Linked DNA regions of Anas platyrhynchos: region 2 is linked to region 1. Evidence: chromatin contacts called from public Hi-C data. All regions are on one chromosome and are shown on one strand. Each heading gives the region's core, a stretch centred on a gene start, on an enhancer-like site or on the middle of the called end of the contact. The rest is flanking DNA. Distances are from core to core; before and after follow the strand shown.

Region 1 (6,720 bases), core at 2,312-4,811:
ATGTGGGAACTGAAACCCTGGTGTCAACGATAAAAATCAGAAAACAAAGAAACAAAGAATTAGAGACAAACACAGAGTTACTTAAGGTGAACGAACTATAATCACAGATTTCTGGGCTCCTATCAATTTCATTTTCTGTTAGGTCGTGCCTTTACTCCAGCATGGGGCACAGAGAGAGCTGCAAATGGCATCAGCTTTGTCTGAGACCTTTTCTTCCAGAAACAAACAAACAAAAACAGCGGCTGATGCCTTCCCTTTGTGTGGAGAAAGGGAAAGCCTTGATTAGTCCATGCATTTCTAATCCTTTACTCTTTTGTGACGTATTCAGCAAAACCTTAAACACCAGGTTTAAGCTCTCCCTGCAAGAAGCAGATAAGGCATCGTTCCCATGTACCCTTGGCCCCGTCCACTTCTGCCCAGCCTGTGCCGATCTCCCTGGCAGAGTTAAAACCATTCCCCAAGGAACGCTCCCCAAACAGCAGCCCAGCTGCTGCCCATGGTGCTTCCAGAAAGCAGTCACCCCCACAGAACACTACAGAACTGTAAACAACATTCCTCCTGTCTTCCTAAGAAAAAGATGTACATGTTTTTTTAGGTCAAGCCTTTTATAAAATTTCTCAACTTTCCTGGCTTGACACTGGCTTCTGAGCAAGCCGCGGGTCTGCAGCTGTGGCAGAGGGGCTCCCAGGAAGGCCCGCCGTGCTGCAGGATGCTGGAAGTGCTTCACATACAGAGAAAACAATCGATGTAACATTTACTAACGATGTGCAGTGATGAAATAAAGTTTCCATAAGTGAAGTTACATGAGTCAAAAGCTGCCCATTTATTAAGATGGATTAAAAATGAAGATAAAGTCTTTCCAAGCCCTACGATCTCCTCATACATCTAGCCTGCCCATTCAGATAAGGGAGGGAAAAGACCCAACATGATCTCTCACAAATGTCACCCTAGGATGCCCTTTACCCACACCCATCGGTCCCATTTATCACCAAAACACCCACACATTCCTCCTGATGGTGCCTGGGGGCTTCCCCCATGGGCATGCTGCTGCCCACAGCCCTGGAGCATGGGGGACAGAAGAGAAGTGGCTTAAGGGATCCCCAAGCATCACCTCTGCCATGCTCCAGCACTGTCACCTGCCCCTTGTCAGCAGCTGCCACAGTCTTCAGTGGACAGACCATCGAGGACAGGAGCTGGAGCCTGCTCCTGGCTTTCAGAAGTTTCCCTTTTCTGGAGCCTGGCGAGGCACAAGCTGCTGCACCATATCCATGCTGCATTACTTAATCGGAGCAGCACAGAAAGCTTATCTGGGCATCGTAACTTCGTGCTTATCTAGATGAATGAGCAAAACCAGATACTGCAGATGCAGCTTCCAGCTAATGATGCCTCCAAAAAAAATCCGGAGGTGATGGTAGCATGTCAGTTCACGTGTCTCACTTCAGGGCCACCTCTCTCAGCACTGCAGTGTGTCGAACTGCCCTTGATTAGATTATTTATTCACTTTCATATTCCTGATCATTCCAAATTCAGATGGAGTAACTTCGGGTCAATCCAAGAGTTTGAATTTGCATTCAGTGCTTTTTTTCTCCAGCCTTCAAAAATTCTTCAGAATTATTTTATTTTTATTACTACCAATTCTGTTTGTGTTCGTGGTGCCTTCACTCTGCCCATGCTCACAGATCAGATAGATTCCAGACCTGTGGAGACCAAGGTTTACAGCATGGAGAAGGTCAAGATCTGTTGCTTTCATCACCCTTTTTGTTCTTAGAGGTGTCCTTCATCTTCTTAACCATGAACTCACATGTAAAAAGCCCTCAGAACAATGATGAAGCTGAGACTGAAAGCAATGACAACAGTTTGTGTGGGGACACTGAGCCAGTTTAGGGAAAAAAAAAAGACACAGGGAGAGTTTGAAGTTATTTCATGAAGAAGCAGGGGTAAAAAATGGGAACTGCATCACAAAGTCTTACTGTTTTGGAGTATGTGACAAAATGATGCAATGGTCATGAAAACATGAAGAACAAACAGGGCAAAGACAAGCTCATGATAGTGGTATTTGTAATAAATAAACAAAACAATGTAATTCTTGGGAACCAGGAATGAATGTCCTAATTAAAAAGAAAAGAAAAGCCCATTAAATTTGCCAAGGGAAAAAAGGAATTGTACAGTTCATACAAAGTTCTGGAACAGTGCTGCAATTCCACAGAAGTGATCAAAAACCCGAAACTCAAAAGGGAGGAAAAGTAAAGAAAGGCTTGAGACAGAAAATCTGTTAGCAGGCAAGTTGGCCAGGAACAAAATGGAGCTGTGCTGTGTGTGATGAGAAGACCCGAGCAGGAGGGATGGCAGCAGCTCCCCCAGGGACAGGACCAGCTCTGGCATGGGCTGAGCCAGCCCTGGGCAGAGGCAAAGATTAACAAAAAAATAATAAAAAAAAATTACACAGCAGGCTGGAGGTCCTGCAGCCCTTCAAAACCATGGTGCCCATGCAGGCCTCCAGGGACAGGGTCAGGGTCAATAGCTTGCCTGGCTGGTGGGTACAGCCCCAGTGCCTGCAGAAGGGGAAGGGGGCTCTGCCCCAAAACAGAACGCCAGTGACTGGGGTCAGCAGGCAGGGACCTGGGGGTCCGCCTGGGCCAGCCCCTGCTCAGGCAGGGCCACATTGCTGCAGGTTTGTGGGAGGTAAGTTGGAACAGACCATAAAACACTTCTTGCTGTTGCCGGAAGCGCAGTGGGCCAAAAAAGGGCTTTATGAGTTCATTCCCAGCATTCACAAGTTCAGCTGACAGAGTCTTTCTGCGGGGCTCCCTCGGTTCCCACTGATGCCACCGAGATCCTGTGCTGCAAGGCCGCGGTCCCTGCAGCTGCGTGATGAGAAGGCACCGCAGATAAACTGGCAGCGCAAAGACACTATCTAGTGATAGGGATGACAAACCAAGCAAGTGAAACTGGCAGCGACCAGCCAGATGGTTATTCTCAGCTGCACCACATAACCACCGCTGACTCTCCCAGTTTGAGGCACCGAGACACCGGGGTGTCACTCAGCTGCTGCAGCCTCAGGGCCCCGCTGCCAGCCCTGAGCTGCTCAGCACCACCAGCCAGGCAGCAACGTGCAGAAAGCAGGCGGTGATGTTAAGCAGACAGAAACATAACGGGGCCCTGAGGTTTGCCACCGCTTCCTCCGAGCAGCCAGAGCACTGCAGGGACAGGAGCGTGCGGCTGCGAGGCCCTCGGAGCTGCCCACGGTTGGAGCCCCACAGAAGGGAACCAGTAAGGGTTTCCCCGAGGGAACAGGGCTCCCTGGCCTTGCTGCATGGCCCCAGTGATCTCAAGCAAAGAACCATGACACTTCCAAGTGAACAAACACTCAGGTGTGACTCCCACAAGCTGTCCCCATCCCAGGCATGGTGGTGCTGCCCTGCTGGTGCTTCACCACCTGCCCTCCCTGCACATGCTCTGGGCAGTGGCACAGCCTCGAGTTAACTACTTGAGAGAATACCTGCATTTCAGTAACGTCTTATCAGAATTATTGCACAAACACAGCTGGTTTCTTTCCAGACATTAGTCCACCGATTTTCTGTGGTTGCTTTTTTCTCTGACAGTGCAGTCTTACATCGCCTATCAGTGGGCTGCGCCGTTATCAGCGGAGCCGGCCCCGATCTCTGGGGAAGTGTGGTGGGGCTGGCAGCTGCCTGGTCATGCTTCGGGTCATTCTGTGAGTTGCTGACTGAAAAAAATAAGAGGCCACATCCTTGCATCTTTACTACCTACTTCTGTGGAAATGCTGATTGGGTAAGGAGTATGCCCAAAGATTAATCACAAAATTTACTGGAACCTTTCCCTTCCAGAATGTCTCAACATGTGGTCTTTCTTTCTATATCAGTTTCAAAAATCAACCCAAAGTGTTTATTTCCCTGTACAGAGAACATAAAATGGTAGAGGACCAGCGCAGAAGCACTGACAGGTTCTCTGAGCACATCAGAGCAATGAGGACTCATCTGTATCTTATTTTTCTGGCTGCAGGCATCTATGCTGCTCCCCACATAAGCAATATAGCAGAGTTACTGTCACTACTACAACAGATGAAGAATTCAATGACAGGGGACAGTCTGGTAAGTTCAATTTATACTCTTTAAATATACAGTTTGATATATTGATGTACTGAATCATCTTATTCTCTAAATACTTAGGTTGTATTGAAAGTTTAATTTTATTTTCATTGGTGTTAATGATGATATTTGAAAGGCTTAATCAATAAATATATTATTTTTCAGAATCTGAGAATTGAAACTCCAGCTTCTATAGATGTAAGTAAACTTTTTTTAATTTTTTTTTTTCATATCTTTAGTCGTTGGAAATTAAGATAGCTTGTAAAGTTATCTCCTAAAATACTCCACTTGTATATAAGTATAAATGAAGCTATTATAATGTTATTAAATACTGGTAAAAGGTTATTAAAAATAATCAAGTGAGTCAAAGAAAAATATCTTATGATATAAAAGTAGCCAAGGACAGTAATACAGCATCTATTCTTGTTCTAGGTTTTTGTAATACTTCTGCAGAACACACACTGATTTTCTGAATCAACTTTTTAAATGATGGACAATAAAAAGGCAAGAGGAATGAACTCATTCACATTTCTTGCCTGTCCATCTCCATCCTACCTATTTAGTTTTTATTTTTATCAAGCTATTTAGTCTAATTTTAGAACACCTTTTTATACATGTTCCATCAACGAGGGTAGTTGTATTACCACATCTTGTCCAAATGATGTGGCTTGTGAGAACATCCTAGGACCAAAACACTGACTTACTGTGTATCCATGAACGGTGCCTGTCTTAACAGGAGGACCAAGTTCCTCTGAGTGCATTTTCTATCTCCGTTTGCTTCTCCAAAAACTTCTCATATTCCTTGGCACTTCAGAAAGATCCATGTTCCCTCTCTGCGTAAAGGCGATTTTCTCTGCAAGCTGACTTTAAATACAACTTTCTCTTGACACAAACACTGTTAATGAGACTCTGTTCTACTGCACATTGACTGGAAATTAGGTTTTAATGTGAGATCACATTCCAGCACAGGGTTCTTCATACTATATCACAGCCAGATAGGTGAGAATACACCCAGAGTAGTTAATTTACTGCAGGAACAGTACATCATAGGCATGGTGCTGACCTTCGGCAGCCATCCGTGTTTTCCCCAGCCATTGCTGATTTTTACTTCATTTTTATCACCTTCTTTTCCTGTTACACTTCTCCCCGCTCCATCCCTGCTTCTGATAGCAGCGTCCTCCTCATTCCCTCTTTCTGAGTTTAATGGATTTCTTCCAAAACAACTCCATGCTGGCAAGCATCATCACTCTGTGCTCTGCTTCTGTCTTGTGTCCCCTTCAACCTTTCTGGCCACCTTGCCCAGACCTTGGAGACAAACGCCAGCTACTGCTTTGCAGAAGAGGACAGGCACGCCTTGTGTGGCACTCCCCGGGGCAGGACAGGGCCACCAGGGCCAGGAGAGCAGAGCACGCCCATTCCCACTCCCCTCTTAGCACACAGCCGTCAGCTGTCACGGGGGTTAGAGCAGGGAGTAGTTTTGGGTTCAGTTAATTGCTTTCTTTCACATTCCAGAGTCAGCCAGTTGCAGCTACTAGCGCAGACAGCATCTTGCATCCAAACTGAAGGCATGAGCCAGAATTATCTGCTGGTACGAGCAGATGTAAGAAATCAAACCAGTCTTCAGATTGCTGTAAAAAGGCAAGGACTGTGTTTTGAGATGATTCTGTGTTTAATCTGGACATTACAAAACAGAGACTATCAGAAAGCTGACACAAACTATCAACTGCTAGAGTACCTAAAAGTGGGCACCAGGCAGGCATATGTGCCTAAGTAACTTGCAGACGTGAGCTCTGAAGTCAGTAACACCATTTTTGTCACCCAGCCAGCTGGATGTCAGCCAAGAAGACTTATTAATAAACTAATTGTAGTTCATAGTTTCAAATTCCTGTTTCTCAATTTTGGCCTTTCCTTCCATCTTAGAATGTAAACTGCATTGACACATTGTTTGAAGGAGTGGAACTGTTGAAAAATAATTCTGACTTGAAGAAATTCAGTGTCTTTTTCCAAAAGTTTGAAAGACTGAAGCAATCTCTCATACCAAGCCTGGCAGAAGAGGTAAGAATTTATTTCTTGGCTATCAGAGATCATGAAGCAGAGACCTGGTAAACTGTGCTCCACAGTTTATGACTGAGCCCTTATGCCTGCAAAAGAGGGGTTCATTTTTGGACTGCCTTTTGTTCAGTACATGGAAGAAAAAAACTAGCATTATTTCTGCCCCTCTCTTGTTCTAGTCTCCAGGTTGACCCACCTCTAAAATGTGGGTTCATTTGCATTTATAAGGTTTAAGGAAAATTATGTCATTTATAGAATGATATTAAGGTGAAAAAACTGTACATAATGGTTAAATGCTAAGTATTTTCTTTGTCTTGATTAACTTTTCAGGGGGAATGTGAAACAGAAAGAAGAAATACAACAAAATTCATAGAAAAACTGATAACATTCATCCGAAAATTATCAAAAGGCACAAGAGCATAGGATTACGAGTTCGTAGAATTGCTGTAAATTCAATGGGCAGTAAAATGTGTGTTTGTTTTAAATGTGCTCCTCCTTTGAGTTAGGATTTGGAAGGACACACCTTCCATTGCAGTGGTACTGTACTTTTTCATGTGTG
Region 2 (6,720 bases), core at 1,965-4,464, 67 kb after region 1:
GCAGCTGGAAACAAACAAACAGAAGCACGGAACATTAACATCACACAAGCAGAATTATTGTGAAAACAGGTCCACTGCCTGACTTGCACACCAGTATTCTGAGTACAGCTGGGTCCATTTCAGTAAGCTGCAGAGCCAAAACAGGTGCCTCGCTTCTAACTAAATGGCAATATAACCACAAGAGCCAAGTATCTGCGAAAGCAGTTGCTCCTTCCTAATTTAAAATCATTTAAAACTTAGGCTGACATTTGTAATCATTTTCTCTGCCTGAGGCTCCATAAAGCAGCTGCTTATTGTTACTTTTATACTTGAATTATAAAGCAACAACATTTATAATTTATATGCCACTGCTGGCATCATTCTTGCATCCAGTTTTGAGCTCAACACCTTCAGCATCATTTAAGTCAATTGCACCCAGACAAGAGGAGAGAAACGAGGATGAGACATTTGAAAAACATGGTCAAGGCTGAAAATACAGAGCTTATTTAGCCTAAGTCTGAGGGAGTCTTAAAAGAGCAAGAATGGTTTTCAAAGACCAGCAAAAAAGTGATAAACTGTCTACATCTACCACAGAGGAGGCAAGAAATAACAAGATTAAACTGCAGCAGGATAAATTTAGTAAATGACTCCTCATGCTGGACCTAACAGTAATGTATTTAAATTGAGACAAACTGCTGTGGAGCTGAAGAGTCCCATCATTATCTATCCTGGTTTTGAAATCTCCTTGTAAGAACACAAGCAAAAAGACAACGCATCACTTCTCCCTTCCCCATGAAATTTTTCAGCTCTTCAAAATAAAACCACGTCTGTGTAAACAGTGCAGACATTCTTCCATGAAGCATGCTAACAAGTTTTGTGCTTGATAAGATTATACAAGAGGAAAGATTATTTTTTTTTAATTTAGGATTTTAATTTAGACCTCTAAACAATGAGTAACAAGGAGAGATTTTTTAAAATATGTAAAAGGTGATATGAGAGGACAACTTGCATTGATTAAAACAAGAAATTCTGATAAGGCAACACCATATGGCTGAAGAACAATTGTTTTTTCTACATGTGATAATTTGTCATCACAAAAGAAAGTGTATTTTCAGGGTTTGTCAAAGTACTTGCTCCGTTTTATTTTATTTTATTTTTTAAATGGTTTCACAGTAAGAATGTTAGCAAGATTTTGGTCTGACAATCTTCCAGATTTTTCTGTTAGGTGATTTTATATCTATCTGAATCTGCAAGCCTACTAACTATTAGAAACCTACCCAAGAAAGAAACAAGCATCCACTTTAGCAACTCAAAATTATAAAATGAAAAAAAAAACAAACTATTGCTGAAATATTTTTAATTCTGACACTTGTTGAAATGCAAGCTGTCAAGACAGCTCACAACATTTAAGCAACAACTTCTCTCTTCATAACCAGAAGAATCCCTCTTACCAGATAGACTGCTACTATGTGCAAACACAAAAAATATGTACAAAGATTACTTCCTCCTCCGATTTTCCAAGACTCGAGAAAGTCAAATTACACTTAATGTTTAAAGACTGAATGTCTTTTGTTAGCACTGCATACTCCATGGTGTGTGCAAATGATTACAGATAAAAGTGAAGTAAGATTGTAGCTTCAAAATAGCTCACTCGCTACTTCAAGCTTTTCTCAACTCTCTCTCTGCCTGGTCCCATTTAACATCCAGTACTCTACTCTATTAGTTCAGCTTGCAACACTTTTTCCCCTAAATCATCAGGCCTTCCAGGAGAAGAGCTGGATACATTCCAAGACACAACACACAATGAAAAGACAAAAGCAACCGCTAGGTCAACCTAATTCCTCATCAGCATCTCCTCCATATTCAGGTAGGTGATCTTTTGGCAAGTTAATTGCTGGAGACTGATTTAGAGTGCTTAGGGTCTTGTCCCTCAACTCAAAATAATGTATTACTTCCTCTTGTGAACCATCTTGCCTCTGAGCTAATGCCAACAAGCAGTTTATGTAACTTCTGCATCAGGTCAGAGTTATTTCCAAGTGCTATTTTGCTCTGCAGATCTGGAGGATAAAACAGTAGCCTGCTGCTCATGCACTCCCAACCTCAGTGTATGTGCCTTCGTAAATCTTAATTTATTTATTCTATTAAAGGCAAGAAGATCTATTAAAGGCTTAACATTTGATCGTTTCCCCTTCTTCCCGAGCACAAGGCTCCCACAGCACAGGCTGCAGGCAGCTTTACAGCTCGGGCCCTTTCTCATCCACCACATGATCCTCCTGAAGTACTCTCCAGTTTTGCCACTCCTGGTTGCCAAGAAACCAACAAACAGGAAACAAAAAAAAAGGGAGGAAAAAACAAACAAAGCACAAAACAAAACCAGGAACACTGCAAAAATTTAAACAGTCGATGAGAAATAGGGCCCAGCCTTTTAGCAGCTGTGTAAGCAGACAATACAATCCCCATCCGCGGCAGCAAGAAGCTATGGCAAGGGCAGGGAGGGCAAAGTGATGGGCTGTGAATAAAACTATCACCCAAACAATTTCATTCCCTTCATATTGGACAATCCAACCAACCGGGCTCTATGCTTTGCAGACTGTTTGGGGATAGTCCCCTAATTGTCCTGGACCCTAATTGTTCTGAAAGCTCAGAGCCTGAATGCTGTGGGTGCTGCACCAGTTTGAGGAAAGCTTCAGACAGGAGCCCTGGGCGCTGCTCCATCCTGACTGCTCATTCCAACTGCGTGGGGCCTCACGGCGAGCCCGGATTTCTGAGAATCGTGCTGCAGTGTAAACACATTTCCTAAAAACTCAGGGGAAGATGCCAGCCTTCTGCTTTACAGCGCTTCAGCAAGCAAACGAGAGAACAGGGTAAACAGGACACTGAGGAAGAATGGCTTTGCACAGATTGTTTTGTCACAGCATTACTTTTACTTTAAAAAAAAAAGAACAGTTCTGCAGTTAAACAATTACCTGCTAATCTAGCTCATTTGCCTTTGAGCGTTAAACAGCATTTCTGAAAGTTGATGTGCTTGGTTTAATCTTTTTGGCCGTAAATAAGCACTGTGTAAATACCCAGTGCAGCCCTCCCTTCCCCAGGAACACCAGTTCCCTAGTCCTGCCCCTGTCTTCTGCCGCTTCTTCATCCAGCCCCGCTCAGAGACGGGGAACAGATCAGTATTTCTTCCTACAAATGGGAGATGGAGGCATTCCAGACGCAGTGACCTTAAGCCAGTGTTGGAGTCAGAGCTCGTTTTCTGTTCTCTTGCCACAGTGCTGGCAGGGGGTAAGTTTTTATCCCTACAGCATGAGAAAGAATGTGGGCGGGAGGGAAAAAAAAAAAAAAGGGTGTTCTTATGAAAGTCCAGTGAAAGAGCCATCATCAGAGGTCTAGGCTTTCCTGCCATTCTCAGTCTGTTCCAGGAAAACCAGGATGGCTCTCCTGCTATCTACAAATCAGTCTAGATAAACAGGTTTGCCTGTACCTCAGCCACCTTCCAGCCAAATTAAGCTTTTTCAATCTCAATAGCAACAGGTTTGAGTTTAATGGCTAATCATTTTGCTCAGCCTGGTTGAGAGGCCTTGTAAATCAAGTGAACACACAAAGGTAGTGACAATCAATTTTCCTGTCAACAGCTAGACAATGTCTAGTGTCAATAAGAACACAATTGAGCAACCATGCCCAGACAGACTCTACAGATCTCCACATTCCCCCGGATTATGCAAACTATTTGTCTGTCTGATGTGTGAATGAATGTGGAGCTGATTAAACAGCTTAAGGCCACCAACTGCTCAGACAAAGGGGAGATACTCAGAGGAAACAAGAACACCTTTGAAGAAATGGAGTAGTTAACAGCATCTTTTCTTCCTCATCCACTCTAAAGAGGTTCAAGTTTTGATCTCCTCAATACTGAGTGAAAATTAAACTAGAACAGTAATTCCTGTGCCACTGGCCAGGATCGGCTTTATATTAGACTAGGCAAGCATAAAATCTGTTCAGAGCATAACTACTACCTACAGCCAATCACTAGAAAACAGACATTTCTGTCCAAAAAGGTCAGTGTCTAGAGGAAAACAAAGGCTAAGAGACCAGGAGATTAAGTGTTCTCTGTTGGGTCCCAAGACATACTCCTCAACATGGCCAGAGGCTTGAAGGATCAGAATCAAGTCATTTGTCAGCTGCGTGGGCTAAGAAAGCCCACCACATTCGGAGTCCCTGGGATAAACTAGACTCCCTGCTAATTTGCTGACTTCATATGGGATACAGTCAGATACAAAAGCAACAGGTAAATCAAATGCATTACCTGCCCTCAAAATTAAATGGAAATGAGGTTTAAATGGAAAAGGTTTAAAAGGAAAAGAGCTGTCAACTGGATCAAAAACATGTTTGCATTAGAATGTTGCATGGGATTGGGACATCAAGGGTTTTAAAGGGTATTATGCTTTAAGGCATTTCAGGAAAAGGATGAACTTCTACCCATTTGAGAAAGACACAACACACTGCAGGCATAACTCAATTCATATGTTTGGAAATTAACTGTTTTCTGTAATCATTAATAGTTCTAGCAAACAACTTGAGTGCTAAATGAATATTACCTCACTAGGATCAAGTATTACATCTGGGGGTGTAATACCATTAATTTTTGCAGCCTTTCGGAGTATGTCTTCTGCCTCTTGAAACCGTCCCTGAGAGATTAGCCACCGTGGAGATTCTGGAATGACCCTGTAAGAAATGTTCATAATAATGTGTCAGCATTTCCACAGAACACACTGCTGCAGAGACCAACACACACTGTTCCAGGCCCTGAAGAGCTCAAAACTTGCCATACCTTGCAGAACTTACAGCAAAGGCAATAGAAATCAGATGTACAAGGTCTGACTAGCAGGCTGAACAAGAACAGATTAAAATGAGTTCATGGATTTAAAAAAAAAAAAACACTAAGGAGCTGAAGTATGATTCAGAAAATAAGAGCAACTAAAACCTTCAAAGTATGGGGAAACGGTTTAATTAAAGAAACTCAGAAATGTGAACACACAAGCAGCATTCTGTACATTAAGAGTATATGCTTAGTGACTAACGCCTATAAAATCAGTTCTTGACTTGCCTGTTTATGACACTGTTTACAGAAAGTGGAATCTGCATGAGTCATTCAGCTTCATAAGAGAAACGAGATGGAATCAGACACAGTCTGTGTAAGCAAAGAAACACCACCACCATGTGGACTACTTAAACTTTACATGTCACATCACAGAGGTAGTATTTCACCAATTGTGGATGAAAATATTGCAGTCTCACAGGTGTGCAAGCACTGTTTTACTCCTTGTCTTATCTGTATCACCATACCATTGCCCAGCTTCCCAAAATAACCATTTTTCATTCTGCTCTTAGTCCCAGGCCTGCTCTTAAAGTTCACTGATTTTGGTTGATGCAGGAGGATGAGTTTTTGCCTTTTTTTTTCCCCTCCCTCCTTTCAATAGGGAATCATTTCATTTTCTACAAGCCTACAGAAAATGAACGCTATTTTTTTCAGACATGAATCAGAGATCAAAGTTGCAGACTTGTAGCTTAATAGACTGGGTACGCTTTTTACCTGCCCAGATCTGAATTTCATTGATAAAGGTTGGCTGGCATCTGGATCTTAAAAATCTGTTGGCAAGACCTTCCTTCTAAAGACTAATGTTTTATAACTTCTTTGAACTCACCACCAGAGTGGGATGCAGAGGAGCCCAGGTAAAGTAAGTGCCAGCAGCAGCATCCGCCAGTCTCTGATAAAGTAAGCGAACAGTGGCAGCAACATGTAGCCAAATGCATAAAATATGCAAACACCTAGTGTGCAGAACAGCACACGGATTGATTTGCCAAGAATTTCCGTGCCTGTTCAAAAAAAAAGATTGAAAATTAGTATTTTAACTTAATAGCAACCAGATAACTTACAAAAATCCCTTAATAACTGGCTTTGAAATATACTACATTGGGTAGTTACAGCATATACAGCTTTGCCTTCCAATATTTGAGGCACTCCAGATCTCTTTCATGTCATGATCCTGCATAAACCCAGGTAACTCTAAGTACAAAGGGAAGAGAATCAGGCTATAACTGTATTTCTTTAAGAAGAAAGAAATACAGAAGTGTTAGCTACACGTTCTTAGAATCTCCCATTTTACTTGAGGAGCTAAAACCACCTGATATACTACAAAACAATTCTCTATTTTTTTCCTAAACTAGGTTCTGACCTGTATTACCTTCTGAAATTCTTTTCTCTTGCACCTGAAAAACGCAAATCTTTTGGATTACGGAAAATAAAAAGGGACAGGCTACTGGCAGTAGAATTAAATGAACTAACAGAGGGTCAATGCTTTCCTTTAAAAACACCTTGGGACCTGCAAATTAAGAGACTCCTAAAGAGATAATCTTTCCCATTTCTGCAGAAATCAAAGAAGATTTCATAAATTGCAGCAGAATGCACATGTTGATGTTAGCTAAACACTGTTTTCACAGCTGTGCTGGCCTTTTCTAGCCCAAAAGGATTTTCTTGACAACATCTGGTTCTCTGGACAGTGATTGGTATTATTGCCAGTGACTTCATTTTATTGTTTTTGAAATCTCAGATTCATAAGGTAATTCACATTCCCATCAGATCAAATATGACCGTAGTTAACTTGAAAGCAAATGATGTAAGAATCATTACGCCTTTTAATTTTTACCATGGGATGTTTTAGGGATACAGCACTTTCTTTTACAAATTTG

What was found. A called contact is a pair of places that touch in the nucleus more often than the background predicts.
Region 2: a Hi-C map of F1 follicle shows a contact between it and region 1, with 2.2 times the contacts expected there. The contact joins the enhancer-like site here to the promoter of LOC139998677 in region 1. A contact is called at or near these places in 3 of 8 Hi-C or Micro-C datasets (F1 follicle, skeletal muscle and subcutaneous adipose tissue).

The regions. Positions count from the first base shown.
Region 1 is chr14:1,704,286-1,711,005 of IASCAAS_PekinDuck_T2T, forward strand. LOC139998677 (interleukin-5-like) reads left to right here and starts at 3,562. Exons shown (of 4, transcript XM_072023405.1): 1 at 3,562-4,112; 2 at 4,275-4,307; 3 at 6,030-6,164; 4 at 6,492-6,720. The coding sequence starts at 3,933. The coding sequence ends at 6,584.
Region 2 is chr14:1,771,592-1,778,311 of IASCAAS_PekinDuck_T2T, forward strand. LOC101799949 (organic cation/carnitine transporter 2) reads right to left here. Exons shown (of 11, transcript XR_005269318.2): 4 at 5,676-5,847; 5 at 4,569-4,695; 6 at 1-4. Among named protein-coding and RNA genes, the nearest start is that of IRF1, 53 kb to the left of the region's middle. Within about 2 kb of position 3,215, at least 4 of the 8 cell types and tissues checked have an H3K27ac peak or open chromatin away from gene starts, as enhancers often do. A contact at or near this core is called in F1 follicle, where this site is marked.